3 separate regions of the Zea mays genome follow, and regions 1 and 2 are each linked to region 3. A link is a contact called in public Hi-C data. All regions are on one chromosome and are shown on one strand. The core of a region is the stretch at or near the end of the contact, and the rest is flanking DNA. Distances in the headings are between cores, read along the strand shown.

Region 1 (3,386 bases), core at 616-3,115, 340 kb before region 3:
ATCTTTGCAAATGCCAAAAAACCTGCTTTTCATCCCGTGACAAGCTTGTGTCATCTTTTAGTTCACTGGGGTTTTTAGGTGCCCCTTTGGAACCAGCTGCCGGCATCCGCACTTCCTAACAAAGAAGTTCAGTATGTCCTTATCAGATATACATATATTAATAATCATGTAACTAAAAACAAAATGTGGCCAACTCAGTGAAGGGGCACTGAAAAGACTATGAACTTTTGCAGAGCAGACCAATCTAAACCTCCAACTTACTATGGACGAGATTCTTCTCTTAGAGATAATAAATTGCAAAGATAATAATAATAATAACAACAAACTAAATAGATTTACAAATAGTACTTCATAGATGCATACGCCAGGTAGATTGTGCACATAAACACTTTTAGGAAAGAGTGGCTTCCAAAGGCAATAACCATGGCAACAATTCTAGGATGAGCTGTTTCACAAGTGGTGGAGAAGTTCTAAATTCTGATGCCCACAACCACAGCCCATGGGCAAGCACCAACAGCAACATTAGACCATTTACTCCCTCTGTCCCAAAATACTATTCGTTTTTAGCCCTTGGTTTTATGTTTATATTCAAATCGATGGTAATAAATCTAGACACATATAAAAACAGCATACATCAAATATAGTATGAATCCATTATCACCCCAAAATGAATTTTAATTTGGGACAGAGGGAGTATTATTTATAGTACTCCTTCCACGCCATTTTGGCTTGCACTATATGTATCTAGAAGAACCAAAACAACTTATAATTTAGGCCTTGTTTATTTCCTTACAAGATTATATAATCCAGCTGATGGATTATATATTTATATAAGCACCTTATGATCTGCTTATGGATTATCATAATCTATATTATATAACCTACTTACCTACCTAATAATCTGTGTTGTTTTTTGTATCTTAACTTATTTAAGCTGGATTATATAATCTAGAGGGTACATAAACAGGGCCTTAGAAAGGGGTAATGTTTAGTAAGTTGTTAAAAAATATAATCCAATATCTCAGTACTACTTTTACTTTGCAAGAGAATACGTGCAGGGATAATGACACCATCCACGAGCTGTAAGAGGTAAAAATCTAAAACTCTTGGGCTTTGTTTGGGTACTCTAGTATTCACCTCAATCCACACATTTTATTGAGATGTATTGGGGTGTAAGGCCTGAGGCCTTGTGTAAGTGTAACTCAATCCACATGTATTGGGGGAGGAGGATTGAGGTGTAAATTAGTTTAAGTTACACTCTAATCCACATTAATAGACATGGATTTAAGTGAGACAGTATCCAAACAAGACCTGATAAGATCTAAAACCCTTGCTGGTCATAAACATTGGACTAGTCCCTGCATTGCAGAATACGGGCCTCGCCGGCCCGCCTACAGGTGGTTCAGACGAGCGTGTGGCCTTGCAGATTGAACCCATCGGGGTCGGGGACGGGGAGGAACCAGATCGCTCACCTGGACACAAATGACGTCGGGGTCAAGGCGGGCGACGAGCTGCGAGAAAGCAGGCCAGTCGCTCTTCATCCGGAGGAGCAGGCTGTTGGCGTTCCACGTCAGGAACTTGAACGGCTCCTCGGTGGGCCTCCCCTCTACATCCCCGCCAGCGCCGGTGGCGGCACCGGCTGATGTGGGGCCGTCGCCCGGTTCAGCAGCACCCGCTAGCCGCTTCTTGGACGGGGAGCCGTCCTTGGGCACTGGCTGGAAGAAGCGCTTCATCGCTTGTGGACTGCGTCGGCGGTTGGCTGGCTACCCGCGGCTCGGTACGAGAAGGAACCGAACGGTGAGCATTGCGGAATCGGAAAAGCTTTAAAGCTCTGGGGTTTCGAACTCACCAGCGGGCACTGTCTCGGGCTCTCGGCAGCGGTCTGCTGGTCAGGGGAAACAGCGGACGGGGTAATGGATCGATCCAAATGATTCTTTATAAAATAGTAGGAGCTTAAATAAATTTTAGTTTAAAAATAATAGAAATAGAGTTTAATTTTAATCTGATTCTTAAATTTTATAGTACAAAATTGAGAATCTATTGTCACTCATACTCGGCAGCGGTTTGCTCGTTTGTGCCCCCACCCTTTGGTCCATTTGTTAGAGCATCTCGAAGATTTTTCTAAAAAATGACTCCTTAAAATCTTCCTAAAAATAACTTCTCAAAATCTTTCTAAAAAATAACTCCTCAAAATCTGTTTTAAGGGGCATTTAAAAACTTAGAGATGGTAGATTTTAATACTTTCTTCGATAGATCCCTTAAAGCGGCAGATTATTTCTATGGAGCCTAAAAAACTGCTCATTTGTAGCTACAAATGAGAGAGTTTTAAAAACTATAAAAAAATTGTGAACGTTTTAGACAAACTGCTGGAGACACGTTTTTGTGTTTTTTCCAAAAAAACTTTATTTATAAGAGACTTCTGAAAGTTCTTGTAGATGCTCTTAGTGCTCTGCATATAAAAAATAGCTTTAGCTCTACTTTTTCCCCCCTAAAAATCAGCTTTTTTAGAGTTGAAGTCATTTCACAAATCATTTGGCATAAATGATTTATCTTAAAGCTTGTCGGCGTTTCGATCCCGGGGGTCCCTGGATCGACGAGTAAATTGTCGCTGCGTATCCCAGCCCAGATGGGTCGGCGCGAGACGGAACACAAGGGGGGAAAATAGTAAGGGGAAACTGCGGCCTCGTGTTGTCCTGCGCCCAGGCCGGATGCGCTTGCAGTAGGGGGTTACAAGCGTTCGCGTGGGAGAGAGAGCGAGAGCCTTGCGCGTCGGCCCGTTCTCCCGCGCGGCCACCCTCTCGTACGAGAGCTCTGGACCTTCCTTTTATAGATGTAAGGAGAGGGCCCAGGTGTACAATGGGGGGTGTAGCAATGTGCTAACGTGTCTAGCAAAGGGGAGCCAGAGCCCTATGTACATGTCGTCGTGGCTGTCAGAGAGGTTTTGGCGCCCTGTTCATGTGATGTCGTGGCCGTCGGAGGAGCGTTTGAGCCCCGTTGAAGTACAGCTGTCGGGGCTGTCGGACCCTTGCTGACGTTTCCTTGCTTCCGTAAGGGGCTGAGAGCCGCCGTCGTCATGGAGCACGCGGGGTGCCATCATTACTTGTTTACCGGGGCGAACCAGATGGGACGCCGGTCTTGTTCCTCGTAGCCTGAGTTAGCTAGGAGTAGGGTAATGATGGCCCCCTGCGATGTGGTCGGTCCAAGCCCGAGGTCGGGCGAGGCGGCGGCTCCTCCGAGGTCGAGGCTGAGTCCGGGCCCGGGGGTCGGGCGAGGCGGAGACCGTCGTCCGAGGTTAAGGTAGAGTCCGAGCCTTGGGGTCGGGCGAGGCGGAGACCGTCGTCCGAGGTCGAGGTAGAGTCCGAGCCCTGGGGTCGGGCGAGGCGGAG
Region 2 (3,139 bases), core at 593-3,092, 390 kb after region 3:
CAACCATTGACATGAAATTGCTGTCGCCCTAGCTTCTCAAGAAAATGCAGCAACACCAAAGCAAGCAAGTTAAGAAGAATGCACTACTCCCTCCGTTTCTTTTTAGTTGTCGCTGGATAGTTCAATTTTGCACTATCCAGCGACAACTAAAACGAAACGGAGGAAGTATTATACATGGAAATGCTGTACTTGCGACTAGAAGTAGACTCACCAAGCATCATAGCGGCTAGTTGGCCATTAGCAATTGGCGCTAAAAGAGCTTTGTAAAGAACAAGCAAGAGAGGTGGAAACAGTGACTGTAGTACTCGGACCTGGAGATTGTAAAAAAAAGAGACACAGAAAACTAAGGCTCATTAGCTATAAAAGTTTCCGTGACAACAGATGCACAAAGACTAGAGGGGGACAAGAGAAGTGATATACAGCAGCCTGCTCAGTCTCCAAAGCACTCTTTCCCTTGACCATGAGACGGTTTGCTACCTCCATTAGTCCAGCATACCCAGGCTTTTCAGAATCCCATCCAACCTCCTACAGCCTTTCAGAGAATCAACAGAATGTAATTGCACTGCATGTCTTGCTTTTATGCAAAACTGTGATATTCCATATTGACCTAAAACTTAACAGATACTCGTCAACAGGGGGCTGGCTTTCTGAATTCTAAGTACTTGTACCTTGTCCTAAAGCACAGGAAATTTCTTTTGTAGCCACTTCCAGGAAAATTTTCAGCTCGTATGCAAGTGTGTACATTTCTCATTCAAATATGACAGTGAGATTATTCTATGTTTCTGGAGTTGCAGTCTGTCTGGAAACTATGATAACATTTAATCTCACATTGGATCGGACCTGCTTAGTTGTTTTATGATTGAAAGCACCCCTCGCCTCGCTCACACAACAAATAAATAAATAAATAAATAAACTGAAAACAAATTATTCTTCAAAAAATAGAGCATTCAGCTCAGATTTCAACAAAACTAAATGGCCATTTTGTAGAAATACAAAGTTCCAAGCTCGATTAAAGTAATACGATAAACTAATAGCTAGCACAAGTTCAGTTATGCACGTGGCGTCAATTCATCAGGATTTGTCAGACTGTTGATCAAAATTACCAAGCAGAACTGAACCTAGCGATGAATGGATTATTAATGTTCAGAAGATTCCATTATCTGCCATGCTAGAACTCTATACTAAACACAAAAAAAGTTTTTTTGGTTCTCTCTTATTTAAGGAAAAGAAGCTAATAACATGGTTAAGGCTCTGTTTAAAAGCAATCTAGTTTTTAAGAAACCGGTTTTTATCTTTTAGCTAGGAAAGAACGGTTTCTCGGTTTTTTAAGAAACTGAGAATATAATTTCTATAAATTAAGTCGGTATATTTGGACTCAATTTCTATAAACCAATTTTATTAAAAACTGGGTCCTTCCAAAGTTTCAAAAAAAAACTAATAACACGGTTTGGCATCATCTAACTGGAGGGAGGAACTAAGGGATCGGTGGATGGAGTGGAACTCGCCTTCACCATCTTGCTCCGGAAGAAGGCGAGGAGGAGGTCGTCCGCGAAAGAGGGCCGGTACTCCCCGCCCTTCCCCGGCGGCACCGCCGCTGCATCGACCTGCATCCAAATAAAGTCACTCTAACAACCAACCACCAGCGCCGGCACAGACGCACAGGGCACAGTTGGTGTGGAATAAATCACCTGTGGCGAGGAGCAGCGGAACCGGCGGCTTGGCCGGCGACCGAGCTGGAGATACGAGGGCAGGCACGAGGAGCAGGAGGCCGCGCAAGAAGGCGGGCCGCGGGAGGCGAGGGGGAGGCCGCGTGTCGCGAGCGGCGGCGCCATGGACACCGGAGAAGGACAACCGCTGCCAACCAGTGGCTGCCGCCGTGGTGGTGGGGGAACGCAGGGAGGACAATAGCCGGCCCGCTAGGACCCACAGGTCAGCGAGCCTCTCCAGCTGTGGGACCCACACATGTGATACGTTACATGCACTGTACTCATACAGTCCATATCACGCTGAATTTTTTTAAGACCAGCGTATTATTACATATCTAGATGAAAAAAAGCTTAAAGTGTATATTATATTAATTAAGGAGGACAGAGCGTATAATTATAATTATACTAAGTATATGATCGTGCGTTGCCACGGAAGTTAAAAATTAATATAAGACATAGACACCACTATAATATGTATCCAAATTTAATATCACTATAAAAGAATGACAAACAAATAGGCAATCAAATACTATCTCCATCCAAGTTTCACAGGCGTATAAGTAGTTTTTACTGAGACCAAGAAATCATTAATAATCCCCCTTAATATGTTTGCTCTCAGCCCTTTAAATAAGGACTGCACTTTTATATGTTACTTTATGGATAGTTGTTACACAGGAAAAGTGTCGACATAAATAAGCAGCTATTCACTTGCCTAGAGTTGTAATGAAACAAATGAAAGATCCTGATCTATAGAAGTATTTATATATAATTGTCGGCGTTTCGAGACGGGGGGTCCCTAAGCCGACGAGTGAGTGTGCTGCGTGCCCCAGCCCAGATGGGTCGAGCGCGTGGGCGAGCGCGAAGGGGGGAGAGGCGAGGAGGACGGAGTCGAGCGTGAGAGAGGTGGAAGTCCCGCGGCCTTCGTGTTTGTCCCGCGCCCAGGTCAGGTGCGCTTGCAGTAGGGGGGTTACAAGCGTCCACGCGGGTGAGGGAAGCGAGCGGCCCCAAGAGAGCGCCTGTCCCGTCCTCGGTCCCGCGCGGCCAACCTTCTCTAAGAAGGCCCTGGTCCTCCCTTTTATAGTCGTAAGGAGAGGATCCAGGTGTACAATGGGGGGTGTAGCAGAGTGCTACGTGTCTAGCAAAGGGAGAGCTAGCGCCCTAGGTACATGCCAATGTGGCAGCCGGAGAGATCTGGGCACCCTGCTGGTGTGATGTCGTGGCTGTCGGAGGTGCGGCGGAGCCTGGCGGAGGGACAGCTGTTGGAGCGGTCGAGTCCCTGCTGACGTTGTCCTGCTTCCGTAAGAGAGCTGGGGGCCGCCGTCGTCATAGAGCTTGTGGAGCGCCATCATTGCCCCTCCGGCGGAGCTGGCCGGATGGGACGCCGGTCTTGTTCTCCGTGACCCGAGTCGATTCGGGGTAGGATGATGATGGCG
Region 3 (3,047 bases), core at 294-2,793:
ATTTCATATTGTGCCTAGACAATGCACGCTACCTTGTTAATTGTGGTGATTTTACTTCTTTTTTTTGAACATGTGGTGATTTTACTTCTGTAGGAGTACAACGCAAAACTATCTGATTTCGGTTTAGCAAAAGCTGGTCATCAGGGTGAAAAAACTCATGTATCTACTCGGGTTGTTGGCACCTATGGTTATGTTGCACCAGAGTATGTAATGACAGGTATCAGGGATAAACTTTTGACTTCAGTAGCTACCTATAGCAGAAATTATGTACCTTGTTTATCTGTTGCATGTTGGTTCTTTACACTGTTTTCTGAGCTTGTAGTTATTCTCGTGTTCACTCCATATTGGATAGTAAATTGGCTTAACATTTTTGTCCGAAGACATAAAACTAAGGTGCCATTACAAATGTTCTTCTTTCAAGTGAAACTGTGTTTTTCGTTTTTACATGCAGTAAAGGTTGTAAGGCTGTAGACTTATATAATGAATCTTGCGCTCCACTTCTTTGGGACATGATTTAACATTTCTTAACATTTCTCACTCTATAACGCTTTCAGATCACTTTTCATATGTTTTTTAGATGCACTTTTTTTTTGGAGACTAAGCCCTAAGGGCAACAATGGAGATGACCAGCGTCTTGGTTTATCAAGAGGAAGTTAATCCCTCTCAACTGAAACTCCCATCAAATTTGGGGCGTAGTGTGTCGATTCAGTTGTAACTATTATATGTCATTTTGGGTTAGCAAACTGTATCTACTAATTTCTCAGACTTATGCCTTTTGAGCTAGAAACTTGTGTAAGAATTTTTTGCACTCAGTGACATGCTGGATAGTGCGAGTAGCAGATTACAATAGTGACGGATGAACATTGTATTTTACTTTACATGATGGATTTTTTTGATGTGTAAGGCTTTTAAGGCATGTAAAAATTCTTAACTTTTAAAAGATGCTAACACGAATATAAAATTGCAATCATTATTCTTGAATTTCAATGTATCTTATCATAACATGTTCACTCCGTAGCAACGTACGGGCATTTACCTAGTATATATATATATACGCACGTGGTGCAGTCGAAGTTGAGGGTGAGCGGGAACGGCAGCGGCGCGCCGCACTGCGCGGGGAGGTCGCGGATGGCGTCGGCGTTGAGCGGCTGGTAATTGGCCGCCGCCTGCTTGACGCACTCGCACGCCTGCCGCCGCTCCGCCGGGCCGGACGGCATGGCCCTGATCCGCTTCACGCCGGCGCAGCACTCGGCGGCCGGGGCCGCCTCCTTGCCCGTCACGTAGCCGACGCAGGGGCGCAGGCTTGCGTCCACGTCCGCGCAGTTCACGTCCGCCCTAACCGCCGCCGCCGCCAGCAGGACCAACGCCACTGCTGCCACCGCTGTTGTTGCGGCGCCGCCCTTCTTCTTCATCATCGCCATCGATCGATCTGTGTCTCTCTCTCTCCCGAACTTGACTTGCTGCTGCTGGAGCTCGATCTTAGCTTGTTGCTGCTGCGTTCATGGAGCGGCTCGAGCGCTGGGGTTTTATAGGGCTTGCTGGGTCGGCGAAGCGGTTCAGCATCTTGTTGGTGCTGATGTTGCTCGTAATGGCAGCGCTTTGAGTGATGCATTGGTACGCCAAAACTGGCAGATGGATAGGGTCCCTTTTTTTTGGCCATACCGTGCATGAACGCCACGGCTAGCTGCCGTTGCAACCGTTTAATGCTTCGCTTCGTCGCCAGCTACAGCTAGCTCACCTCTCTGCTACCTCGTTACCTGGGCTGGGATCGCATTGTTACACTACTACATACCTAGAGTATATGGCTTATCACTAAACGGAGGGAAATGATGTTAACCATCAATTATATCTTCTCATATTGAAACCATAGAACGACTACATTTCATTCATCGTTTGGTTTATGCGGTGTATTGTATATGGAGGGAAGTACATCATGCGTATAATGACTAATGAGACTGGCAGTGCAGCGCACGTGCGTCAAAGTGTCATCGAACTAAGGAGCCGAGCTGCCGCCGCCGCCGCCGTACAAGTGCGGCGGCAGGCGCGGAGTGGCGACGGCGACGAGGGGCGTGGCCTTGGGCATGGTCATGCCGTACACCTCCCGGGTGTCCACGTCCTCGGGGCGGAGGCCGTCGGGCGGGGACCAGTCGAAGCAGTGGAAGAGCCTGGCGAGCGCCATGAGCACCAGCGCCACGCCCAGCGGCGCGCCGGGGCACTTGCGCTTCCCGGCGCTGAACGGCAGGATCTTGAAGTCCGGCAGGTGGCTGATCTCCACCCGCGCCCCCTCCTCCGCCGGCAGGTGCCGCTCCGGCCGGAACTCGCCCACGGAGTCCCACACGCGCGGGTTCCGCCCCAGCGCGTGCGTGTTGATGAACACGCGCGTGCGCGCCGGCACGTGGTACCCCATGATGGTCGTCGCCTTCAGCGACTCGTGCGGGATAAGGAACGGCCCCGCCGGGTGCATCCGGAATGACTCGCGCACCACGCACCGGAGGTAGGGGAGGTGGGCCAGGTCCGACTCCGCCACCATCCGGTCGCGCCCCACCACCGCGTCCAGCTCCTCCTGGACGCGCCGGAGCACGCGCGGGTTCTTGATTACCTCCGCCATCACCCACTCGTTCGTCACCGATGAAGTATCAGTAGCAGCAGCGATCATGTCCTGCCAAGAAGTATTACTCATAATAACTAGCTTCAACAAAATGAATTGAATTCCAGGGTATGCAATAGCAAAGCATACACATACACACACCTGCATCAACGCTTTGATCTCCATGTCGTCCATGTGCTCCTTCCCGTTCTCACCAGGCAAAGATAACAGCACATCGACGAAGTCCATCTCATCTTTGCCGTTGCCGCCATCTTCCTCAACGGAGGAACGACTCTTCCTGGCCTCCCTAGCTCTCCTGTGCTCATCAATGATCTTCTGGTGGAAGTCGTCCACCTTCTTCTCCACCTCCCTCATCCTCTTCTCACACCCGTACGGGTCGACCCACCTCCAAGCCGGCAAGTAGTCCCCGAGATAGATCAGGCCCAGCAGGAAGAACAGC

What was found. Hi-C and Micro-C count contacts between places; a contact is called where the count stands out from the background.
Region 1: a Hi-C map of endosperm shows a contact between it and region 3, with 4 times the contacts expected there. The contact joins the promoter of LOC100277695 here to the promoter of LOC103641336 in region 3. A contact is called at or near these places in 3 of 25 Hi-C or Micro-C datasets (ear, endosperm and tassel).
Region 2: a contact with region 3 is called in a Hi-C map of leaf, with 9 times the contacts expected there. The contact joins the promoter of LOC100279799 here to the promoter of LOC103641336 in region 3. A contact is called at or near these places in 5 of 25 Hi-C or Micro-C datasets (bundle sheath, ear, leaf and 2 more).

Annotation. Positions count from the first base shown.
Region 1 is chr10:85,977,797-85,981,182 of Zm-B73-REFERENCE-NAM-5.0, forward strand. LOC100277695 (DNA-(apurinic or apyrimidinic site) lyase) reads right to left here and starts at 1,866. Exons shown (of 9, transcript NM_001151197.2): 1 at 1,473-1,866; 2 at 23-115. The coding sequence starts at 1,733.
Region 2 is chr10:86,711,128-86,714,266 of Zm-B73-REFERENCE-NAM-5.0, forward strand. LOC100279799 (Beta-carotene isomerase D27 chloroplastic) reads right to left here and starts at 1,843. Exons shown (of 8, transcript NM_001360997.1): 1 at 1,689-1,843; 2 at 1,506-1,604; 3 at 421-525; 4 at 212-311; 5 at 1-32. The coding sequence starts at 1,832.
Region 3 is chr10:86,320,137-86,323,183 of Zm-B73-REFERENCE-NAM-5.0, forward strand. It overlaps LOC103641336 (non-specific lipid-transfer protein A), which reads right to left and starts at 1,544. Exons shown (of 2, transcript XM_008664692.4): 1 at 1,037-1,544. The coding sequence starts at 1,421. It overlaps LOC100282873, which reads right to left. Exons shown (of 2, transcript NM_001155779.1): 1 at 2,750-3,047; 2 at 1,859-2,659. The coding sequence ends at 1,994. It also overlaps the pseudogene LOC100502448.